2 separate regions of the Sus scrofa genome follow, and region 2 is linked to region 1. The links are chromatin contacts, called in public Hi-C maps. All regions are on one chromosome and are shown on one strand. The core of a region is the stretch at or near the end of the contact, and the rest is flanking DNA. Distances in the headings are between cores, read along the strand shown.

Region 1 (5,976 bases), core at 1,544-4,043:
AACTGAGAATCTAAAGGTGAAAAAACATGATCCTCACCCTGAATGAATGGAGTATAAATGACGAAAGAGAGGCCTGTGAGGATGATGAAGTAACCAGCAAGGAAGAAACTAACTAGTCCAAGAATTCGGGGTAAGGAGAGAGTCACTCTGAATTTAAGAATAAATAACATTTGAGATAAGGCCTTAAGGGATTAGTTAGAATTTTTTTAAATAGAAAATGTAGGAGAGAACATCCCTGATATATGGATGAAGTTGAATAAAGTCAAGAAGGTAAGAAGGTATGCGGGGAGTTCCCCCTTGTGGCTTAGCGGGTTAAGAAACCAGACATAGTGTTTGCGAGGATGTGGCTTCCATCGCTGACCTCGCTCAGTAGCTTAAGGGACTGGTATTGCTGCAAGCTGTGGTGTAGGTCACAGATGCAGCTTGGTCTGGCATTGACTGTGGCGAATCAGCAGCTGCAGCTCCGATTCGACCCCTAGCCCAGGAACTTTCATATGCTGCAAGTGCAGCTGTAAAAGAAAAAGAGAAAGAAAGGAAGAAAGAGGAGTTCCCTTCATGGCTCAGTGGTTAACAAATCCAACTAGGAATCATGGGGTTGCGGGTTCGATCCCTGGCCTTGCTCAGTGGGTTAAGGATCCGGCGTTGCTGTGAGCTGTGGTGTAGGTTGCAGATGCGGCTCGGATCCCACGTTGCTGTGGCTGTGGTGTAGGTCACAGACGTGGCTTAGATCCTGCATTGCTGTGGCTCTGGTGTAGACTGGCAGCTGCAGCTCCAATTGGACCCCAGCCTGGGAACCTCCATATGCTGTGATTGTGGCCTTATAAAGCAAAAAAAAAAAAAAGAAAGAGAGAGAGGGGGAGGGAGGAAGGAAGGAAGGGGAAAGGAAGAAAAGAAAGAAAAAGGAGGAGGGAAAGAAAGAAGGAAAGAAAGAGAAGAGTAAATGGTCTGTATGGGAAATGCAGGTACTCACAGGGCTGCAACACAGCAGCTTTAAGCAGGGGCTGGAGTTGCGCATCCACTACCTCAGGTCCACAGCTGGTGTTCTGCAAACTATGGCTCCTGTCAGATGTCTGGGAAACAAAAATTTTGACCACTGAACATAGCAACAGCTTATAACACCACCACGAAGAGGATTATAATTGCCAAGCAGAACAAGAATATTTATCAACAAATCTAGCTCTTATACTTACTCCTTTGCGTCAAATTCATTAATTTGTTGAATTAACTGCCAGGTACTCTATTAGGTATTAGGAATACAGAGCTGACTCCACTGCATTCCCTGTCCTTGAGAAGCCTCATAACTGGAGATATCATCTGAATCTTTATATATGTCCCAGGCCTCCTAAAAACCTGGTATTGGTTTATGGACAGCAGAGAAAGAAAAATGATTTTTTTATTTTAAAATTCTAAATACTCTTCTATTGTTACAAAAGCAGTCCATGAGTATTTCAGAATGTAGCACCAGCAAAGACAAACCAAACCAAAAAAAAAAAAAAAAAAAAAAATTCCATCACTACCAAGGGGTCACCATAGTAATGCTTGGTTCATATCTTGCTACATCTTCATACACATACTCTGCGTTAAGGTGTATTTGGTTTACAAAAATATGTCTGTATTGTTTACAGACATATTTTGCCTTATAACCTGGTCTTTTTTCAGTCAATAATTTCCACTTTTCCAGGACAATTAATGCTTTACCTTCAAATTCTCAGTATTCACATTTTCCCAATTGAGCCCAAACTGTCCTTTACAGCTTATTTTTCCAAATCAACCCCTAACTCATGGCCTTTCATTGCACCTCCTGGCTATATTCTTGATTATTTCTTTTAATCCAGTATAAACTCTTTCTTGTTATTCCGATTTGATGAAAAGAACTGGCCAGCTGTTATGAAAAACGGCTCACTTCCTGTATTTTTGCCTGGTTGCTTCCTTGTGAAATCATTTTACTTATTCCTCTATCCTCTCTTCCTGTAAATTGGAAGATCTAACTAAAGGTGTGAAAGGAGCAAGGTAAACATTTTGGACCAGAGTACTTCACAGGTGATAACAGGTACTTCATGTTGCTTCACATCAGAATACACATGCTCTGATATCTGGTTGATCCACCGTAAGTGATACTCAAATTGACCCGTGGGCAATGGCCATAACTGCGGGGTTTTAGAAGGGAAGGGGCAAAAGGAGCAACCGAGTAGGAAAACTGTGACCACAAGTTGGCTAACTGAAGGAAGCGGGGTGGAGAACTGAGCAGCAGGCGGTGGAACTCCAAGGGCATCCAACTGTGCTCCCCACTCGGGCACCGCTCAGTTTGTGACGATCTTTTTCTCATAATTAGGGGAAAAAAAACAAAGAACTTCGGCGGGTCCTCCATGACTCTTTAGGACAAGTGCTTTATGAAGGGAGCGTTTTCCTTTATAAAGAGGTGAGCGGAAGCGCTATCTGCCCACGAAGATACCCTACCACGCTCCTCCGTACAACCTGGGAGGAGTACTTTAAACTCAGAGAAGAGGGAACTCGTAGTGTTTGCATCCACCCGGTTCTTTTCAACAGCAGCCCCTTCCTGGTCTCTGGCCACCAGGCGGAGCTACAATCAAACAACTCTTCTTGCAGGCTAGCGGGAACGCGGCTTAGATGAATCTTGTCAAGCCCAGGGACCCGTAGCAAGGTGCCAAGGCTGGATGAACCGTATTTCTGCTCTCTCGCGAGCACGAGTAAGGCCCCTCCCCACCTTCCCGCTCCCCCCTCCCCTCGCCTGCTGTACGCTCAGGCTCCTCCCGGTGGTTCGCGGCAGGTGGCGCTGTCGGCGGCGTCGCTGCGGCCCCAGCTGCCGAGGCGACGATCTCCCAGCGGGCAGCGCGGCCCGGCTCTCCCGAGGCAGCGAGTGCCACGTCCCAAGTGCTACGCGGAGGAGCGGAGCGGGTGGTGCGCGGGAGGCGGGAGCTGCGCGAAGCCCGGCCCGGCCACACTGATCGCCCGCCGCCATGGGCTCCTCGCAGAGCGTCGAGATCCCAGGCGGGGGCACGGAGGGCTACCACGTCCTGCGGGTAAGAGCATCGACGGCGGCGCGGGGGTGGCGGGCTGGAGGCGGGGCCCGGTCACGGGGAGGCTGAGGCCCCGACGGGCTTCTTCTTGGGGCAGCCAGGCCGGACCCCGAGAAGGAGCGGCGAGTGCCGGCGCTGCGTTGGCCGAGGCCGGTTCGAGAGGCCGCTCGCATCCCGCCTACCCCGGACTCTCCGGGCCCAGCATCCGGAAGGAGAGGCTGGAGCCAGAGGTGGCAGCCTACGATTTGGCCGGGGGCGGCCCAGGCGAAGAGGGCAACCTCGGCTCCTTTTCCTTTTGAGAGCCTTCTCTGCCCCTCTCCCCTTCATTCTTAGCTCCCAAAGTCAAGGAAGGCTTGGGGGCAAAGTCTGTAAAAGAGGTGATGGTGAAGGTAGCGTTTCTTTTCTGTGAAAAGGAAGTCTGGAATCCGCAGGCTAGGGGAGGGGGATGCGACGGCAGGTGTTAATCTACCTCGGCGCTGTCTGGATGTCGGGAAAGGCCAATTAGGCAAACAAAACGAAATGGCCTAGAAGCAGGTTCGACGTACTTAAATCTGCTTGATTTTCAACTGGACTTTCTTCTGTCCTGTGTCGCTCCTGACCTTTCCAACGCTCCTCTTCCACATTTCCTGCCCAGGGGAACTTCCGTTCTCTTTTTTCTAAGTCTGCTCAGGGTGTGGTGGTGATGAATGTTTAGATCCACAGTGTAAAAGAGGTAAATGGAGAGGAACGTTAAAAAAAAAAAAAAAATCAGGTAAATAAAGGAAAGCAACCTCAGTCCCCAGGACGCAGGGAAACAGTATCTCTGAAAGCATTAGCTAAGTCCCTGCTATGAATAGCCTGGGTTGTTCAGAGCATGTGGTCCTTTCCTCGTGGAACTGAGTGTCTTTAAAAGTAGCAATGTTGATTGTGTGCGTGACACCTGCGTGAGTGATAACATGATGGACTGTCAGCAAACTAGCCCCAATCTGGAGCACCATTCAGTGTAACTAGATATTAGCTCCTGGCTAATTTTCACTGAAAGTAGGAAAGCTCAATCCGTGGTGCTACAGCCATGTTCTCCCTTAGGTCCCATGTTTGAGGTGAGACAGCATTCTTAAACTAAATTACCAGAAGTCTGCTTGATAGGGCTGTCATCAGTCACCTTTCTGATCTTCAGGATTATCACATCTAGTTGCCTCTCCACTCTGCTAAAAATCCCTGTTGAAGCCACACTCTTGGTAGGAGAGTATGATTTTCCCAGAAAATACAGAGAATGTATAAATAAACTATTACCTTCTAATTCCCTTCAGCTAAGCCAGCCCCCAAGTACCACGCTGACGGAAATGGAGGGAGAATGGTCAAATCCCAGTTGTGAAGTGAAACTTGGTGGCAGTACTTTTCTATTCTCTGGTTTGATTCTGAGTTCCTCTGCTTTTGGACTATGTTGTCCAGTATTACCAGATGATTCTCACAGTTGCTGATTGTGGCCATGAATACTGGGATTCGTGATATTTTTATAATTCATGCACTAGGTAAAGCAGTGTTGATGAGTTTTTAGTCTATAAGAAAGCTGTACACATCAAAAGGATTCTAATTCAGTGACTTCTGTTAATGACTATGTTCGTTCAGTGTTAAAGTTGAAGTGAATTTCTTTACATAGGTGCACTTCAGTAAATCAGCACTCACTCATATTCAGTGGTGTATCGGCTATTAATCTATAAATATGGTTTTTAGAAGCACTAGAGACAACTTTAGTTTCCAGTCTTCATCTAGGGCATAAATGTTACAAAGACAAAATAATTTTTCTTTCATTTGAGTTTTGTTGGTGCTTTAAAATAGTCATGATCATCTAGTTTAGGCTAATTAAAAAAATTTTTTTTTTTTGAGGGAGAAAGTACTAGGTTAAATCTCAACATTTAAAAATATCTTCATTTGTTATTATCTCAATTACAGTTGTATATTCCATCTCTGAATTACTGAGCTTGTTAACCAGAATAAATATGGCAGGGTAATCATGGAATAAAGTCACCCAAGTTTAACAAGTTCTAGCATTTAATTAAAAGTTACTTTTTAAAAAAATAATTCCCTGACCATTTCCATGCTAGTAATAGAAACTTGTATGATTGTGTTTTGAAATACCAATTTATAGTGACACTGATGTCCACTGCTATTTTATTATTGCTGGTTCAGAGTTGTATTACCACAATTCAGGGATTGAACATGTTTTGTCCACATCCATTGGTAGGTTCTGCTTTAGAATGTATTTAGGGGACAGCCTTGAAATGGTTCCAGGTTTTCTGCTATATACTTTCCTTTTTCTCTACTATGTATTTATGTATTAATGCACATTTTCATGTTGTGATCATATTATATACCTAGTCACCATACTCAGAATCTAGAAGTAACCACCGTTGTTTATGTATTTTTTCAAAAATATTTCATGCTTGGAGTTCCTGTCGTGGAGCAGTGGTTAACGAATCCGACAAGGAACCATGAGGTTGTGGGTTCGATCCCTGCCCTTGCTCAGTGGGTTGACAATCCGGCGTTGCCAGGAGCTGTGGTGTAGGTTGCAGACGTGGCTCGGATCCCACGTGGCTGTGGCTCTGGCGTAGGCCAGTGGCTCCAGCTCGGATTGGACCCCTAGCCTGGGAACCTCCATATGCCGCGGGAGCAGCCCAAGAAATAGCAAAAAGACAAAAAAAAAAAAATTATTTCATGCTTATAAAGGAAGACACACAACCTTTCCCTCTCTTTTTTTGTTTCCTTTTATAATTGTCAGAATCATAGGATACATACTGTTACACACCTTTGCCTTCTTATCTATCAAGGCATCTGGGCTGCCTTTCCATAGCAGCACACAGATTCGCCTCTTGCTTTTACTTAGCTCCAGAGTAAGTCCCTTGTACCAGAGTTTGGTTAAGCACCACCTCCTGGTTTTAGACATTTATATACAACCTTA
Region 2 (5,976 bases), core at 1,418-3,917, 470 kb after region 1:
TGATTCTATGTTACAAGTACTTAGTTGCTGATAATACAACCTACACAAACATTGTTTTCAGAATAGTTCATTCATTCCATATTCATATGCATCTGGAGTATACTGCCTAAAATGTGGTTAATGCATAAGGAGGCTAAATGAATGAATGGACAGCTCTGAACACAATATGTTGGGAAGAGAGACAAACAACAATTCTATTAGTGCCACAACCAGTGTATGCAAAGTACATGTGAGAAGAGGCAAAACTACATCTAAAACGGAGGGGTCTGGAAGTGTCTGAGTGGAGCTAGAAGACCTGGGATGAGTATTGAGATAAATAGACAAGAGAAGAAGGGAGCTCCAGACAAAGACATGTTCAATGTAAAGGCACCCCAGTTTGAACAAGTAGGCAACATATCAGAACCATGAGAGCAAAATGTGGGCAAGGCTGATGAGGCTGAAAATGGGGGCAAGATACAGATAAGAGAGTGCCCTGTATTCTACACTAAGGCATTCAGATTTTGTCCTATAAGGGGACCTAGACATACCTAGAGGGATTTGTATATGTAGCCCCAAGGTGATGAGATGTCTCGAGAGAAGTTTTTTATTTCCAATTTAATAAAAATCCAAAGAGAAAAAAAGTTTTTTTGAACAAAAGGATATTCTGGATCACCTGGATGGCACCTTTTAATTGATTACTGTCACAAGATTTCATTTTACACGTTTGTGTTCAGGACTGCACTGGCAAACAAGTGGTACCATTTGTCACTGGTGCAGGATAATGAGACATGGAGACTGTCAGGTGAAGAGCAAATGAAATCATGACATATGGATCAAAGGAAAGTTTTACAGGCTTAAATAAAGGGGTGAAGTCATTGTGTAATCTCTCAACACAAGGACAATATAAACGGGCTTTTCGGTAAGGAATTTATGCCCCAAAGTACAGTGAAGATTGTTTTAGAGCATTATAGGTCCAGCAAAAACAGTCTCATTGGTAACAATGAACAAGCAATCATCAGAATTTATGTGTATTATAGTTTTGCTTCATTTAACATATAATTGAGCATTATAGCTGTACAAAAGATACAACATAAGGAGTTTATATACAGTTTCATATTTGCATATATTTAACATACTGATCATATTTTAAGTTAATCCTGGGTATCTACGTGGGTTTGAGAAATTCTGCTCTGGGTGATTGGGAGCCACGTAAAAGCTTTAATAGGGAAATGACAGATTTGTGCTTTAGAAAAATCGTTCTGGCAGCAGAGTGGAGGGCTGGAATTGAAAGTATTTAAGTAAGGCAGAAAGGAGGCTATTTAACATAATAATGTGATAAAATGGTGAGGCCCTAAATTATGCTGGGGTATGAAGAGGAGACAGATATCAAAATCAAAAGTACTTGGTTGAGGATGAGGGAAAAGATGGCTGTCCCTTGGGTGACTTGGGGCTTGGAAGGTGAGATAAAGACCACTGGAAGACAAATAAGTGGGGGTGAAGGGGAAGATGAAAAAAGATTATGAGTTCAATTCAGCAATGATTTGAATTTCATTTCAGCCAAAGAAAATCCCGTTATCTTTTCTGGGTCCCAGTTTTCTCAGCGACAGCTGCATTCATGAATTAGCAAATTAACTATTATAGCGCTCTCTAAAAATATACAAAGCACTCCACAGTATGCTGTAAATAAGATATGAAAAATCAGCAAAAGCCTAGGCCCTAAAGGAAATTCAGCAGGGTTAAAAAGAGATATGACAAATTTTTCCTAAACACTTAACCCAACACACTCACCCAGGGTTGTACTTTTTGCTCTGTCAGATGGAGTTGCTGCCTTGCCTACCTCTGAACAAGAGGCCACGTGGGAAATGCAAAGACACCACCCTCAAGGGACTCACAAGCAGAGCAATAGGACAAGTCTGGTGCAAGATTGCTGAAAATGCAGTGTAGTGGGAACTCTGACCTACAGGCAGGGATAGTCACAAAGTCATCTTTTACTTAAGAGCAATCAAACTGGAATGCCTCGGGCAGTTCAATAATAATGTAAATATGTGATATTTCATTCCCGATAAGGAGGGAGTAAAATGTGAAAGGAAAATGCAGCAATTATTGCAAAACCTGCCCGCGTCTCTGAGGGCCACAGCAGGGCAGACCTCTGGTAAAGGGTAATTCAACTCCAGTTTGGCGGGAATGCCAGCATCTTCACCACTAACTCATAACACAAAAGCAGTGTTTACTGATCCCAAATGTTTAACTATACATCTCATCCAAAACGTTCACAGTACACTGAAGGGAAAGCCGAGGGCGTACCTTTCTTTAGCACATGATGCTGCCTCGGGGGGAAGGGATCGCACACGACACAATGCCCCTCTCGGCGTCCCGCCAGAGCCTCCCAAAGCAAGAGTCCAGGGGTTCAGAGGCTTGGGGGTACCGGGCGGCAAGAAACGAACCCCTGGGCGAAGGGCGTATTCTAAGAAACCGAGACCAGGAGGCGGCAGTACAGAGCCACCAGGCCCTCCCCCGGCGCCGCGTGCAGACCCGGAAAAGCGCGCCAGGCCTACAGCGCAGACTCAGCCCAGCCCCAGGAGGAGGGGCGGGGCGGGGCTGTGGTGGGTTGAAGGCGGGGCCAGGGCAAGGGCTCGCTGCCCGCTGCCTGATGGGGATTGTAGTTCTGGGAACAGGCCAGGCTCCCTCAGCGTGTACTGGGAACTACATTTCCCGGTGAGGGAACGGCTCCATCCGACCGCGCGTTACGCAGGCGTCGCGCTGTCGGCAGCCGGGTCCCGAGCCCTAGAGCGTTGGAGGGGCCGACGGAGAAGGGAGTTGCTTTTCCTTCCCACTTCTCCACTCACGGGCAGCACCGGCTCTGCCTCCCCTCGCCCCACCGCCCTGCGCCCACTGCCAGGCTCCCGGTGTCACCTTTTCCTGGGCCCCTCAGGGAGTTGGGGCCTGGAGGTTCGGCGGTAGGGGCCCTTGCTCTGCGCGGGAGTGAGGGGCGCGCCCCTCTTGGGCCCGGACAACTCCGCGATTGGCCCGCGCCTCCATGGGGCCAAGTCAGAAGCCCAACGTGTGCTGCCGGCTAAGTCGCCGGGCGCTGGGCTTCTTCTCGCGCGACGCGGGCGTGGTGCAGAGGACCAACCTGGGCATCCTGCGGGCGCTGGTGTGCCAGGTGACCACCCGCCACCGGGAGCCGGACCTGGGGCAGCGGGGCGACGGGGCGACGGGGAGGTCAAGCCTTCTTGCTGGGGTGCAGTTTTTCTGCAGGACAGCCCGTTTTTAAGATCTCACATGATGGTCAGGGTGATCCAGGCCTTGAAGCGGGGGGATTAGTAAATAACCATTAAAACGGAACCGCCGCATGCTTTTAGTTTTAACCTTCGTATATCTTCTTAGAAACAGTTTTTCTAAAATCGATCACTCCACTTAAGCCAAAACGCGAGGGCAGATTGAGGAAGCATTGAACATAATGTTTTCTAAAAAGTACATGAAATTACTTTGCAAACTGTCAATTTAACCATCCAACTTAAAATTGGTGCAGAGTGGAAGCTTATGAGTTATTTCCTAAACTGAAGTTCCTTGTGTCTTTCAGGAAAGTACTAAATTTAAGAATGTTTGGACGACTCATTCCAAGTCACCTATAGCCTATGAGAGAGGAAGAATATATTTTGATAATTATCGATGCTGTGTCAGCAGGTATCTGGTGAAAATTTTTGTTGTAATTCATTTGACTGTTGATCTGAACTCTAATATTTATGGAAACACTTATGCCTACATTAGTGCTTGTGAAATAAGAGAATGGAAAAATGGGTCCAAAAATAAGAGTAGGGGATAAAATGTGTGTAACTTAAAAATCTTGTTAAACCTAAAGCTTGAGGTTTCATTTTCATTTTATTGGTATTCGCTATAATACCAATTTATAGCGAATTCATGTTGCAGGCAAAATGATAGCTTGCTGGGTACAATGTAGTATTTTATGCTGCTTAAAAGATAGAGTCAAGAGATACAGGTATCTAATAATTAGATGCTTATTTATTTATTTACTTATTTATTGTCTTTTTGCCATTTCTTGGGCTGCTCCTGTGGCATATGGAGGTTCCAAGGCTAGAGGTCTAATCAGAGCTGTAGGTGCCGGCTGACAGCAGAGCCACAGCAAGGCGGGATCCAAGCCGCGTCTGCAACCTACACCACAGCTCCCGGCAACGCCAGATCCTCAACTCACTGAGCAAGGCCAGGGATCGAACCCACAACCCCAGGGATCGAACCCACAACCCCATGGTTGAACCCGCAACCCCATGGTTCCTAGTGGGATTCGTTAACCACTGAGCCACAACGGGAACTCCCTTCGTTCCTTCTTTTTAAACAGCTTTATAATTCACTGATTTAAAGTGTATGATTCAATGAGTTTTACTTCCTTGAAATTAGTATTCAATGAAAATGAATTTGATGAACTATTGGTGATTCATATAGGCAACCATCATTACGGTTAATTTTAGAACATTTTCATTACCTTAGAAAGAAACACTATACCCTTTAACTATCACAGCAATACCTTCAACACTCTCAGGCCTAAGCAACTAGTAGTTTATTTTCTTTCTCTATAGATTGATCTATTCTGGACATTTCAAAAAAATGAAATTGCATAGTATGTGATTTATTTGTGATTGGCTGTATTCCTAGTAGATTACCAATTTATTTTTTATTTCTTTTGTTTTTTTGCCATTCTTGGGCCACTCCCACGGCATATGGAAGTTCCCAGGCTAGGGGTCAAATCGGAGCCATAGCTGCTGGCCTACACCAGAGCCATGCCAGAGCCACACCAATGCGGTATCCGAGCTGTGTCTGCAACCTACACCACAGCTCACAGGCAATGCCAGATCCTTAACCCACTGAGCAGGGCCAGGGATCGAACCCAAAACTTCATGGTTCCTAGTCGGATTCGTTAACCACTGAGCCACGACGGGAACTCCCTAGATTACCAATTTATTATAAAAGTTCATAAGTCAGGAGCAGCCAGAAGGGAGAGATACATAGGACAAGGTATATGGAAAGGAGCACAGAGCTTTGATCAGGCTCTGCGTTCAGGCCACTCTCCCTAAATCTTCCTGTGTTTACTAACCTGGAAGCACTTTTCCTTTTCTAGTATCTTTATTTAATGCCGTACATTTCCCTTTAAGCACTGGGGGCGGGGGGGGGGGGTTGCTTTTTAGGACCACACCTGTGGCATATGGAGGTTCCCAGGCTAGGGGTCCAATCAGAGCTACAGCTGCCGGCCTATGCCACAGCCACAGCAATGCCAGATCCGAGCCATGTCTGCGATTTACACCACAGCTCACAGCAATGCCAGATCCTTAACCCACTGAGCAAGGCCAGGGATCGAACCCAAAACCTCATGGTTCCTAGTCAGATTTGTTTCCACTGCACCATGACGGGAACTCCTCTCCTCAACTTCTGAAGGTTAACCTCCCAGGACACAGAATTCTAGGTTGGTAGGAGGTTTGTTTTGTTTCATCGCTTTAAATAGTTCACTGTCTACTTGCTGGCATGGTTTCTGAAGTGAAGTCCTGTGTAACTCTTACCCTGTTCCTTTAGAGGCAAAGTGCTTTTTTCCCCTCTGCCTTCTTTCACAATGTTCTCTTTGTTTTTGCTTTTCTGCAGTTAGAATATGATATGCCTAGGTATAGATTTTTGGTATTTAGCATACTTCACCTTCTGCAAGCTTTCTGTACGTGTAGTTTGGTGTCTGTCATTAATTTTGGAAAATTCTCAGCCATTATTATTTCAAGTGTTTCTTCTGTTTTGTTCTTTTTCTTCTCCTTTTGCTATTCCCATTATGTATATGTTGCACATTTTCTAATTATCCCACAGTTCTTAGTCTGTTCTGCTTTTTTCATTCTTTTTTCTTTCTAGTTTGGGAAAGTTTCTGTTGACATACCTTCAGGCTCAGTCTTTCCTTAGCAATGTCTAGTCTACTGATAAGCTCATCAAAGACATTCTTCATTTGTA

What was found. A called contact is a pair of places that touch in the nucleus more often than the background predicts.
Region 2: a Hi-C map of skeletal muscle shows a contact between it and region 1, with 7 times the contacts expected there. The contact joins the promoter of DCAF17 here to the promoter of GORASP2 in region 1. A contact is called at or near these places in 2 of 5 promoter capture datasets (fetal skeletal muscle and skeletal muscle), 8 of 47 Hi-C or Micro-C datasets (differentiating spermatogonia, heart right ventricle, liver and 1 more) and 2 of 2 datasets of contacts at active chromatin or transcription factors (alveolar macrophages and skeletal muscle).

The regions. Positions count from the first base shown.
Region 1 is chr15:77,096,515-77,102,490 of Sscrofa11.1, forward strand. GORASP2 (Golgi reassembly-stacking protein 2) reads left to right here and starts at 2,794. Exons shown (of 11, transcript XM_021074828.1): 1 at 2,794-3,041. The coding sequence starts at 2,979. It overlaps LOC110256942 (a long non-coding RNA gene), which reads left to right and starts at 2,661. Exons shown (of 1, transcript XR_002339024.1): 1 at 2,661-3,044.
Region 2 is chr15:77,561,962-77,567,937 of Sscrofa11.1, forward strand. It overlaps DCAF17 (DDB1- and CUL4-associated factor 17), which reads left to right and starts at 2,668. Exons shown (of 12, transcript XM_021076469.1): 1 at 2,668-3,142; 2 at 3,563-3,666. The coding sequence starts at 3,017. METTL8 (methyltransferase-like protein 8) reads right to left here and starts at 2,531. Exons shown (of 12, transcript XM_001925591.5): 1 at 2,284-2,531.